Regions from separate parts of the Zea mays genome. Here regions 2 and 3 are each linked to region 1. Evidence: chromatin contacts called from public Hi-C data. All regions are on one chromosome and are shown on one strand. Each heading gives the region's core, a stretch centred on a gene start, on an enhancer-like site or on the middle of the called end of the contact. The rest is flanking DNA. Distances are from core to core; before and after follow the strand shown. Region 1 holds the start of LOC100194344 (60S ribosomal protein L18-like). Region 2 holds the start of LOC100280330. Region 3 holds the start of LOC100302578 (ATP binding protein).

Region 1 (3,213 bases), core at 208-2,707:
GGAAGTGTTCTAGACGAGTCAAAAAAAATAACAGACAGCTCCCTCAGCACATTGTTATACTCGTCAAAGGACATCAGTATTAGCATGGTTAATATAGACCATCACTGGGAGCCAGAAAATAAGACCAAATGACCAGTAGAAATAGATTAAAATAGAGTTGAAATACTTGCTTCTGTAAGGAATCTTAAAAAGTATCCCGCTAAACAATCAGCGCCTATAGCATGGTTAACTTACACAACACTTAATTGTTGTTAGGAGCATAAGGCTTAACTCTGTTCAGAAACACAATAGTTTAAAATGCAGACTAATGTTCACACAGCTTGTACCGTTCAACATAAAAAAAACAAAGCATACCGTGTTCTCGCCAAGTGGAGCACGAAGAGCAAGCTGGTCAAATGTGAGGCACTCGCCACCAGCATTGACAATCCTGGCCCTTGCTGTCTCCGTGAACCTCAGGGCAGTAACCTTCATTGCTGGAACCTCCTGGATCCTTTTGTCATCTGTGACTGTGCCAACAATGACAGCAATGTTCTTCTCCTGTTAACATACAAGACACTATTTCAGCACCATATCCATGGCCAAATGCAAACCAGCTAGACTAACCATTTTGCTTGTCAGCAATTTTTCATCCACTACTATTAACATACACAACTAATCTGACAATAAAGTAGCACGTGAACAAAAAAAATACAAGCACGTTACATTTCATTTTGCAATAACAGATTGTTCTCGAGTGGCTGTCAGATGCATACCTTTCCTTCCATAAACTTGACAAGGCGGCGCATGGAGATTGGTGGTCGGTTGGTTTTACTCATGAAAAGCCTCTTGAGAATGACAGCGTTGAAATTGCTCTTGGTCCTCCTGACCAAGAAACGGTAGAGCTGCACCCGAGCATAACACAAATCAAAATCGCGGGATACACAAAAACGTAGAACGACATGACACCTTTAATACATGGCAAGCAGATAACCCAAAGGTACTGCACATCTATCTATTATATGAAAGAGAGATGAATTCTTTTTATCTTCCAAAGTCGCTTCAGGCCGATGAAGCTTACAGGATTACTACACCGGCGCAACAAGCAATATCCTCGAAAATGATGCAATTGTTAGCATAACAGTATGGGACTACAGATCACACGGCATTTTCAGAACCAAACACGCGACCACGGGCAGATCTATCGAAGATAACGACGCCGCTTACCTTGACGAGGAGCTTGAGGTAGACATCGTCAGACTTGGGCGCAGTGCGCTTGGTCTTCTTATTCCTCCCACCGGCGACGAGGTCGATACCCTATGACACAGCGCGACATCCGCGTCAGGAAACAGCGCAGAAGCCATCTGGAAAGGGCTGCGAGGAATGGAACGGCTGCTCACCATTCCTGCGGGTGCGGCGGCGCTAGGGTTCCTGCGATTGCTGCTTACCTTGTCCGCCTCCTGCTCGGGAAGGAGAGAGGCGGCGGCGAAAGTGCGAAGTGGAGGATCTTTATAATGTGGGTGAAGAGGAAGACGGGTGGTGCTGCTAGGGTTTTGAATTAGTGGGCTATTGGGCTGTCATACGTGGGCCTTGATGGACTACGGAGATAGACTTTTATGGTCTATTATATTGTTTGGTTCCTTTTGACTAAAGTTTAGTTATGTCACAATAAATATAACAAGTTGAATTTCAAGGATATCATAATTTATGTTTGAAAAATATATTAGAAATTTTTATCAATATTTTATATTTAGTTTTATACCATTAAAGTTATTATTTTATTAGATTTCTAACCTATCAAAATGATTATAAAGAATCATAATATATTTTTTTAGTTACTCTAAAATATGCTATTAGCTACTAACCAACAAATTTGAACAAATAACTTGTTTTTTACGTGAAGAAAAAATAAATTTTGTTAAGGAGTAAATTGAACCAACTTAAAGGAGTGGATGAGTAAGGGTGTGTTTGGTTGGAGAGTCAACTAGAATGGAGCGATTCTATTCTAGTTTTTGAGAATACAATCGTTTTATCCTGCATTTGGCAAGTAGAGTGAAGTCCCTCCATTTTTTGTTTGGTTAAAAAGTAGAATAGAGTGAAGACGCTTCGTTCTTTGTTTGGTTAGAGAGTCATATGAGTATAGAGGGGATGAGAGGGAGCAGAGCGCTCGCATTCGGAAAAGCGCTCACATCTGGTCGTTTTTATAGAGCGGGAATATTCTAACTATTTATGTTAAATTTTCATATGGAAACTCTAGGAACCGCTCCACTCTTTTTTCTGTTGAAAATCAAACATCCAGAAAATAAGATGGAGTCGCTCCATTCTTCTTAAGTGTTCTAAAAATTAGTTTAGAGGTTTATGCGAACATTAAGAGTAATTTGGAATTTTCCTAATTAAAAAGACGTTAGAGTAAGAAGGATAATACCACCTATAAATAAGCTGAGAGCTATTAAAAGGAGTACTGCATAGAAAAAAATTCAACGGTTGTCAAAAGCAATCGGAGGCCCTTCCAAACCTCCGTCGGACACTCACCCTCTCCGGCATGGCTGAACCTACGTCGACGCAGTCGCCAGCGCAGACGCCGCCCCCGCCATCGGCGCAGCAGACTCCCGTGGAGGGCGGGCGCGCGGACCTGCTGCCGTGCCTGCCCGCGCGCGAGCTCCAGGCCGTCGACCGCTCCCTCCGGTCCTCCCACCAGAGTACGGAGTGCCGACCCCCCATCATTTCCTCCCTCTCTTCCTCTCTACTTCGCTCTGCGCTGCTGCGGCACTAGCCAAGCCTCGTGGTGCTCGTTCGGTCCACGGCGCCGTCGCGCGCCAGGTGTGCGTTGTTTTGCCTACGAGAATCCGAGATGGATGACGGGGCCTTCCTCTTTCTAGAGGGATATTTTGCATCTTTCTTGTTCCCAGGCAAATGCATAGCGATTAGTTGATTAGGTCCTGAGACTGAGGAGAACGAATCTTGTATCATTTTTTATATGCGGACTTAAATTGTGCACAATGGTTATTAGATAAGTAAAATTGCACTTTGACATTCGGTCCTACCAAACAGGATATTTAAGTGTCGCGGTTTCTACTGAGTTGCACGGTTGATGTTGAAAGGCACGCGAGGGATTTCATGGAGGCTGCGAAGAAGCTCCAGTCTTATTTCATCAGCCTGCAGCGTGAGGATCAACCAAATGCAGAAGAGATGCTTCGGAAGGTATGTTTCGCTTCATGTTCCTATGGTTAGGAGTGC
Region 2 (3,213 bases), core at 472-2,971, 430 kb after region 1:
TGTTTTGGGTCCGACCGCACACCCGGGGTTGCCCCTCAAGGTGTTTTTAGGAGTAGGACGGTGTCGACGACTGTAGCAAAATGGTTCGTGCCGATCGCACGAGGGACAATGGACAAGATTTGCAGGTTCGGGCCGCTTAGAAGTGCGTAACACCCTACGTCCTGGTGAGTATATGAGCGCGGTTACAAGAGGATTCTCTGGATAGAGGGCGCAGAGAGTTTTTGTGGGTGGCTAAGTAGAACAGGGTCGATCCTTCTGAAGGGGTGCCCCCTAGGCCTTATATACTCGACCGTAGGGCAGTACACGTGGGTATGATAACAACAAGTAGCTAAAAGATAGTGAACCTCTTGAGTTTATCCCTACGTAACCTTCGCCGACTTATCCTCGCATGGCTCTTGCTGCATGGGGGCTTCAGCGCGGGAAAGTCGGGTCTTTGTTGTGATTCATTCGTTCGTCGTTGTGGGCCGCCTGTGTTTGCACTAATCAGTCTTACGTCTTCTTTGTTGGTTGCCTTTCCCTAGGCCCACGAAAGAATGACCTTACGAATTATTGGGCCCTTGGGCCTTTCGTGAGGCCTTTTACTTCTTTAGTGGACCCAGGGGATATCTGTCCCCCACACTAGCTGCAAGTGCCTATGCAGGTTATGCCGACGGGTCCAGGCCGACAGCTTCCAGCAGCTACACAAACTATCCGGGATCCGTCTATCGCCCCCAGCAACCATTTATTCGACTCATCTCCCTTATAAGTGTTGTGTCGGTGATAAGGTGTAACTTTACTCATTTTCTTTCTTTCTTTTTGACTCATCCATAGCGCTGGGTTTTGGAGGTCTAACTGATGTAGTCCAGTTTCTTTCAAATTTGTATGAGACGTCGGTCAAATTGAGTGTTCTCATCTATATCTATATTACACTATTAAAACCTAATATGGGCATCTCATGCTACCTCGTCGTCGCCCCCCACGAACTTCGCACCGACAGTTCCACCTGTTCGGCTCGCTCGTCGTTCCATTCCGTCCTCGCCCCCATTCTTCTTGTACGCGGCTGATTGCGACCCTCGCCCTCGCCTCCCCACAGCACCAAAACTGACCCCTCCCCGCGCAGCCTGTGCTGCCTCGGGGACGCCATTGTCGGCAATGCGGTAGAAGCATGCTTGGCCCGCTCCACAGGCTCCTCTCGATGTGCGGCGGGGTCTAGCCCACCTCATCGGCCCCGGTGTCGTGGTCTCCTTTGGGGACGACTCTAAGGGCTGCAACGACCTGTTTTGGTGACACGACCTCGTGCGCTGCCATATCGGCAACGTCTCCATCATCGTACCCTAGGCCAACCTAGTGCTCGAGGAACTTTTCTCATAACAGTATAACACACATTTATATATAACCTATTATGATATTATATATTTCGTTGCAACGCACGGACACTCACCTAGTATATATATAAACCAATACATTCATATGTCTATAGCTAATACTCGGTTATACATATGCTCCCGACTTTACGTAGTTTTTTACTGAGATAAGAAACGGTACCAAGTCATAAAATAGTCCTTAGTACAGTACTACTGTACAATGTGACAGTTAGAGTTGTAATAACAAACTATACGAGGTGTTCATAGCAAAACACCCGTATTATTCGCTTTCTTGCGCCGCTCCCTGTTTTTTTCCAGTTTTTTATCTCTCTATATCTAATTTCTCGTGGAGGCGAGCAGATAGACAGGAGAGAGAACGCACGCAAGAACGCGCTCTCCTCGCGATTGGACAGGGCGCGAACACCCCGAGGACGCGCGCGATCCCCGAGGACACGGGGGTGACAGCCTCGCCGTCGCCGGGGCGGCCGTTTCGAGCTCCGTCCCGCCTCGGCCCGGCTCAGATTTGGTGGGATCCGGCCAAGAAATCCCGCAGTTGGTGAGGAGGAGAGGAGGGGAGAGGAAGGGAGGGCGGAGGGGATGGGCGTCGGTGCGGAGCCCAAGGATCAGGCGGCGACGGCCGCTGGGGTGCCGGCAGAGCAGGACGAGGCGGGCGGGAAGGAGGACAAGGCCGCCGCGGTGTCCTGCTCGATCTGCCTCGACGCGGTGCTCGCTGCGTCCGGGGAGAGGTCCACCGCCAGGCTGCACTGCGGCCACGAGTTCCACCTAGGTAATTCTTCATAGACGCCGGATCTGTCGGTGGATTGTTGCTTGCGAAGTTTGTGGTTCAATCGCGTGGTAGGTGCTATTTTTGGGTTGTAGTGTCAAATTGAATGTGTGGATCCTTAAATGTGGCCAAATTCGTAAAAGTTTGTTTAATTTCGCTGAAATAGAATCGGTTTCATAATTTGTAGTTGCCTCTATGCTGAATTTTGGGCTAAGAAGTTCTAAAGGTCGGATCTTTTCAGCTGTATAGGCTTATGCTTTTGTTGCATGAACATGTTTTGTGGATGATTTTTTCCTATTTCAGTTGGCTTCATATGTCGGTACTGTTTGTGTGCGAGATTTGTTGTATGAGGATGATTTGAGAGTGTGCATGATTCTGAATTTTAGATTCAAGTTCGAGATGTCTATTTTTTCTTGTAACCTTGAATAATTTATAGTTACTTTAAAGGTTTTATGTGCCAATTTTGTGCTCTATCAATCTACTTGATAAAAGGCCCCATTTTTTGGGAGCAAGTCAATATTGAGACGGTGATTTGCAAATATGTTAGGAAATGTTACCAGTCTGTCTGTGCTGAAGAGCTCCAACTGCCTGAGAACCATGAGATGCAGAGAAGAAGTTTGTCGCCCCAATTCTCATTGGGCTGGTGCAGAGTGGGCCAAGTGAGCCCGGCCTGTTGGCCGTGTGTGTGGTGAGGAGTCCAGTATCGTATAAGTATCGTGTCTTGTAACAGGGAAAAGGGATCGAAAACTAAAAGATACAATTCCCAGCTTTCTGCTTCTGTTCTTCCTTCCCGAACTCTCTTCTTCCCTTCCTGTTGGCACTCCCTTCCTCTTGGTGTGTTAACAATTGGTATCAGAGGTCCACCGATCCTCAGATCCTCTTCTTCCCATGGCGTCTTCTCTGATCGATCCCACTCTCACCCTCTCCCTCGAGCACCAAACCAGGGTCATCTTATCTGAATTGGACTAGCGTTTCAGTGCGATGGACACCAAGTGGAACCCCCGTGTGGGTGATCTGTAGTCTCGGGCCACCGCGTCCGAGCGCACGACGACCTGTACGCGGCGTTTGGGCCCAATCTCTTCGACA
Region 3 (3,213 bases), core at 288-2,787, 270 kb after region 1:
AACTTGGTGTTTCTTATGAGTTATGATGTTGTTCGAAATTGGGTCAATTTAGCTAGAGTCAATGTAGTTTGTATCCAAGAGACAAAAATGTCTGACATATCCAAATACACCGTCTCAACAATCCTTGGGAGCAATTTTGCTCATATTTTGGTCATGCCATATGTTGGGACAAGTGGTGGAATTCTGGTCGCCTGGTGCAAGGAGATTGGACCTGCTAGTGCCTCTCGGGTGGACTCCCATAGTGTGTCGGTCCAATTTAGCCCAAAGGATCTGCCATATTGGTTGCCAAATGTCAACAACTACACGAGAATCATACTAGATTCAAGTTACTAGGGTTTTCTGGATGCCTCAACTTCCAACAAAGCCAAAATTATATCCGATGTGACCATGCATGGTTGGTCACAATAGGTCCATGATCATTTCTTGCTGCAGTCAGTACAAATTTGCTTTTATCTGAACCATGTTATTTCCAATATAGCGAACAATAAACACATGAGTTTAAGAAATCATCTCTTATTGATTTCGGCATACTATTTCCCTGATAGGAGTGTGGCATTCAAAAGTGTCCCAAAAGAAATGGTAATCAACAACCAAAATACCACCTAAAGAAAACCAAAAAAGACAAACATTAAGTATATCCTAACGATTCTCTTTCCAAACTCTATTTAAAAACACAGAAAAGTTTACACAAAGATGTTTATAATCACAAATGGTTATCAGTTAGACAATGTGGGTTTGCCCGATGGGTAGGGCATTTCATACAGCTCATCCCAATCCTAGAATAGTATAAGCCGTGAAAAAAGGCCTATAAATCATTGCAGATTGTAATCATGGTGACGTAGACCGCAGCCCGGGACAGCCGAACGACACAGGCCAGTTATTATTCATGAAGGCAAGCAGAACCCGATCGATTCCGTGAAAGCAACAAACCCTAAAGCAAATCGCGGGATTCCAACACCTCATATCGACAACAACCCGATCTGGAACACGCGGCACTGGAACGCGCCGAAGACGCCACCTTCGCGATCCGCATTCCAACAGCTAGATCAAGCATTCATCTTTCGAGAGAGAGGCAGAGGAACCTCACCTGCATGAGCAGGCTCGACAGCATGCTCCCCGCGCCAGCGCCCCCAAGCCCAGGCATCCCACCGCGGTAGTCGGCACCGCCAGCACCAGCGGCGGAGGAGGTCGCGAGGTGCTGCAGCCCCGCGGACTGCAGCCAGCGCGCCATGACGGCGTCGCCTGAGTCACCCATCGCTGCCTGTGCGCCGGAGGCTCCGGGCGGCTGCGCGGCGGCGGAGCCCGCGCCGCCGCCGGAGAGGCGCTGCGACCTTCGCTGGGGCGCCAACTTGACGGTTGTGGGTAGGATCACGCGCGTCCCGGGGCGCCGCGGGCAGCGAGGGATCCGGCGGTGGCGGATCCCAGATCTGCGGGGTGGTCGGGAATGCGGGCGCCGGATTTGAGGAGGGCGAATTGGGAATGGGAATTGGTGTGGGGAGGGAGAGGAGGAAGAGAGTTGGGGGGCCTGGGAGGCTGCGAGGGAGGAGGCTGGCTGTCTGGCATTTTTATAAAAAAAAAATCGCTCCGAAATGAATTCGCTGGTGGTGGGTAGAGAGAGGAAGCGATTTTCCGCGAGCGAAGAAAAGGGTGTTGCTTTGTTTTAAACTTTGTTACAGAGTTTTGTGTTTGAAAAGGACTTATTTTGTTTTGGGAAAACAAAACGAGGAAAAGATTTGTTTGTGCGTATTGGCAACAGGATGGCCGGCTTGTTTTTAATTTCTCAATTTTCAACATGTTGTGTGTCATTAGTGGGTTAGTAATTAATACTATTCTATATCTAAACTCCTATATAACTCATCAGTTAAAACATTAGTAAGGCCATATTTAAATGCACTAAAGATAATAGTTAGTGGCTAAAATTATCTTGAGATATTCAAACACTCTAGCTAATAGTTCATCTATTAATTATTTTTAGTAAATTACCTAGAGCTAGCTAGCTAATTCCACTAATAAATTATTAGTCAACTAATTATTGGCTCTAGTGCATTCAAACACCCCTTAAGTGTACACAACAAATTAACTCTAGCCAAATTTCACCATTAAAATCAATGCTCCAAATCGCTTCATTTACCTACTCTCTCTCTCTCTCTCTCTCTCTCTCTCTCTCTCTCTCTCTCTCTCTCTCTCTTAATCAATCGCATCTAACATTTAGTGTTTTTATCACCCCCATCTCTCACTCGCCTCTAGCCTTCTCAGCCCCCCAACCCTCACTAATGCCCTAACCCATGTGATCACCCTCACATGTCTCGCTTGGACGGTCAACGCCGCCATCGCCCTAGCCCCATGCTCGCGTTGCCTGGACAAACCCGACGCCCCCCCCCCACACACACACACGATCTCCCTCAACGACGTCGATGTTGGTGGCTGCACAGGAACTCCATGGATACAAGCCTACACCAGATAGGTAACATGTGACGGGGGTGGCGAGCATGGGAGCTCTGCGGGCCACATGGAGATGGTGTGAGCCATGCGGTCACGATGCGGCGCTAGGTGGCTAAGTAGGAGCAGACGAGTTGGGTGGCCTATTAGGCTACCTGTGGCGCGACTGCTGGTGTGGTCCGCCTACTGCACTCCCTCAATCGTCTTGAGGTTATGGATCTGCGGTGGAGCGGTCTAACATCAGCGTAGGAACAGGGCAGGACGGGGACGCGGTGGAGAGGGTGCCACCATCATGAAGTGATCATTGATCTATAGGATGAAGAAGACGTGGTTGCATGGGATGGTCTGGGAGTGGACAGAAACGATGTTGAAATCCTCAATGTATTGCCTCTTCGGCATCGAAGATGGCGCGAGGACGACAGCACGACGAGTACCTCCTATAGCGAGCAGCGAGGGGTGTGCGCTGGCTCTCCACTAGGATGTGCGAGGACGGTGACACGATGAGCACACCCCGACGGGCATTTTACTAGTACAATTGTAACAAAAGTGATATTAGCTACATTCTTAGTTATATGTGCTTGCATGACTGCACAAGAGGCAGAGGGTGGGTTGGACTACGGGGTGTTTGAATGCACTAGAGCTAATAGTTAGTTGGATAAACAATTACTAGTAGAATTAGCTAGCTAACTAAAAGGAACATGAATGCTTAAGAGGGGTGAATCAGGACTTCTAAACTTTTGCTAAACTAGGCCATAAATAAATCCCTAGAACAAA

The links. Hi-C and Micro-C count contacts between places; a contact is called where the count stands out from the background.
Region 2: a Hi-C map of ear shows a contact between it and region 1, with 2.4 times the contacts expected there. The contact joins the promoter of LOC100280330 here to the promoter of LOC100194344 in region 1. A contact is called at or near these places in 2 of 25 Hi-C or Micro-C datasets (ear and leaf).
Region 3: a Hi-C map of leaf mesophyll shows a contact between it and region 1, with 4 times the contacts expected there. The contact joins the promoter of LOC100302578 here to the promoter of LOC100194344 in region 1. A contact is called at or near these places in 5 of 25 Hi-C or Micro-C datasets (ear, endosperm, leaf and 1 more).

The regions. Positions count from the first base shown.
Region 1 is chr6:138,174,162-138,177,374 of Zm-B73-REFERENCE-NAM-5.0, reverse strand. It overlaps LOC100194344 (60S ribosomal protein L18-like), which reads right to left and starts at 1,457. Exons shown (of 5, transcript NM_001139380.1): 1 at 1,377-1,457; 2 at 1,204-1,293; 3 at 753-881; 4 at 355-537. The coding sequence starts at 1,379. LOC111589643 (small nucleolar RNA snoR53Y) reads right to left here and starts at 112; the gene lies at 37-112. It also overlaps the pseudogene LOC103630067.
Region 2 is chr6:137,741,468-137,744,680 of Zm-B73-REFERENCE-NAM-5.0, reverse strand. It overlaps LOC100280330, which reads left to right and starts at 1,721. Exons shown (of 6, transcript NM_001153256.1): 1 at 1,721-2,130. The coding sequence starts at 1,941.
Region 3 is chr6:137,904,236-137,907,448 of Zm-B73-REFERENCE-NAM-5.0, reverse strand. It overlaps LOC100302578 (ATP binding protein), which reads right to left and starts at 1,537. Exons shown (of 12, transcript NM_001163739.2): 1 at 1,088-1,537. The coding sequence starts at 1,255.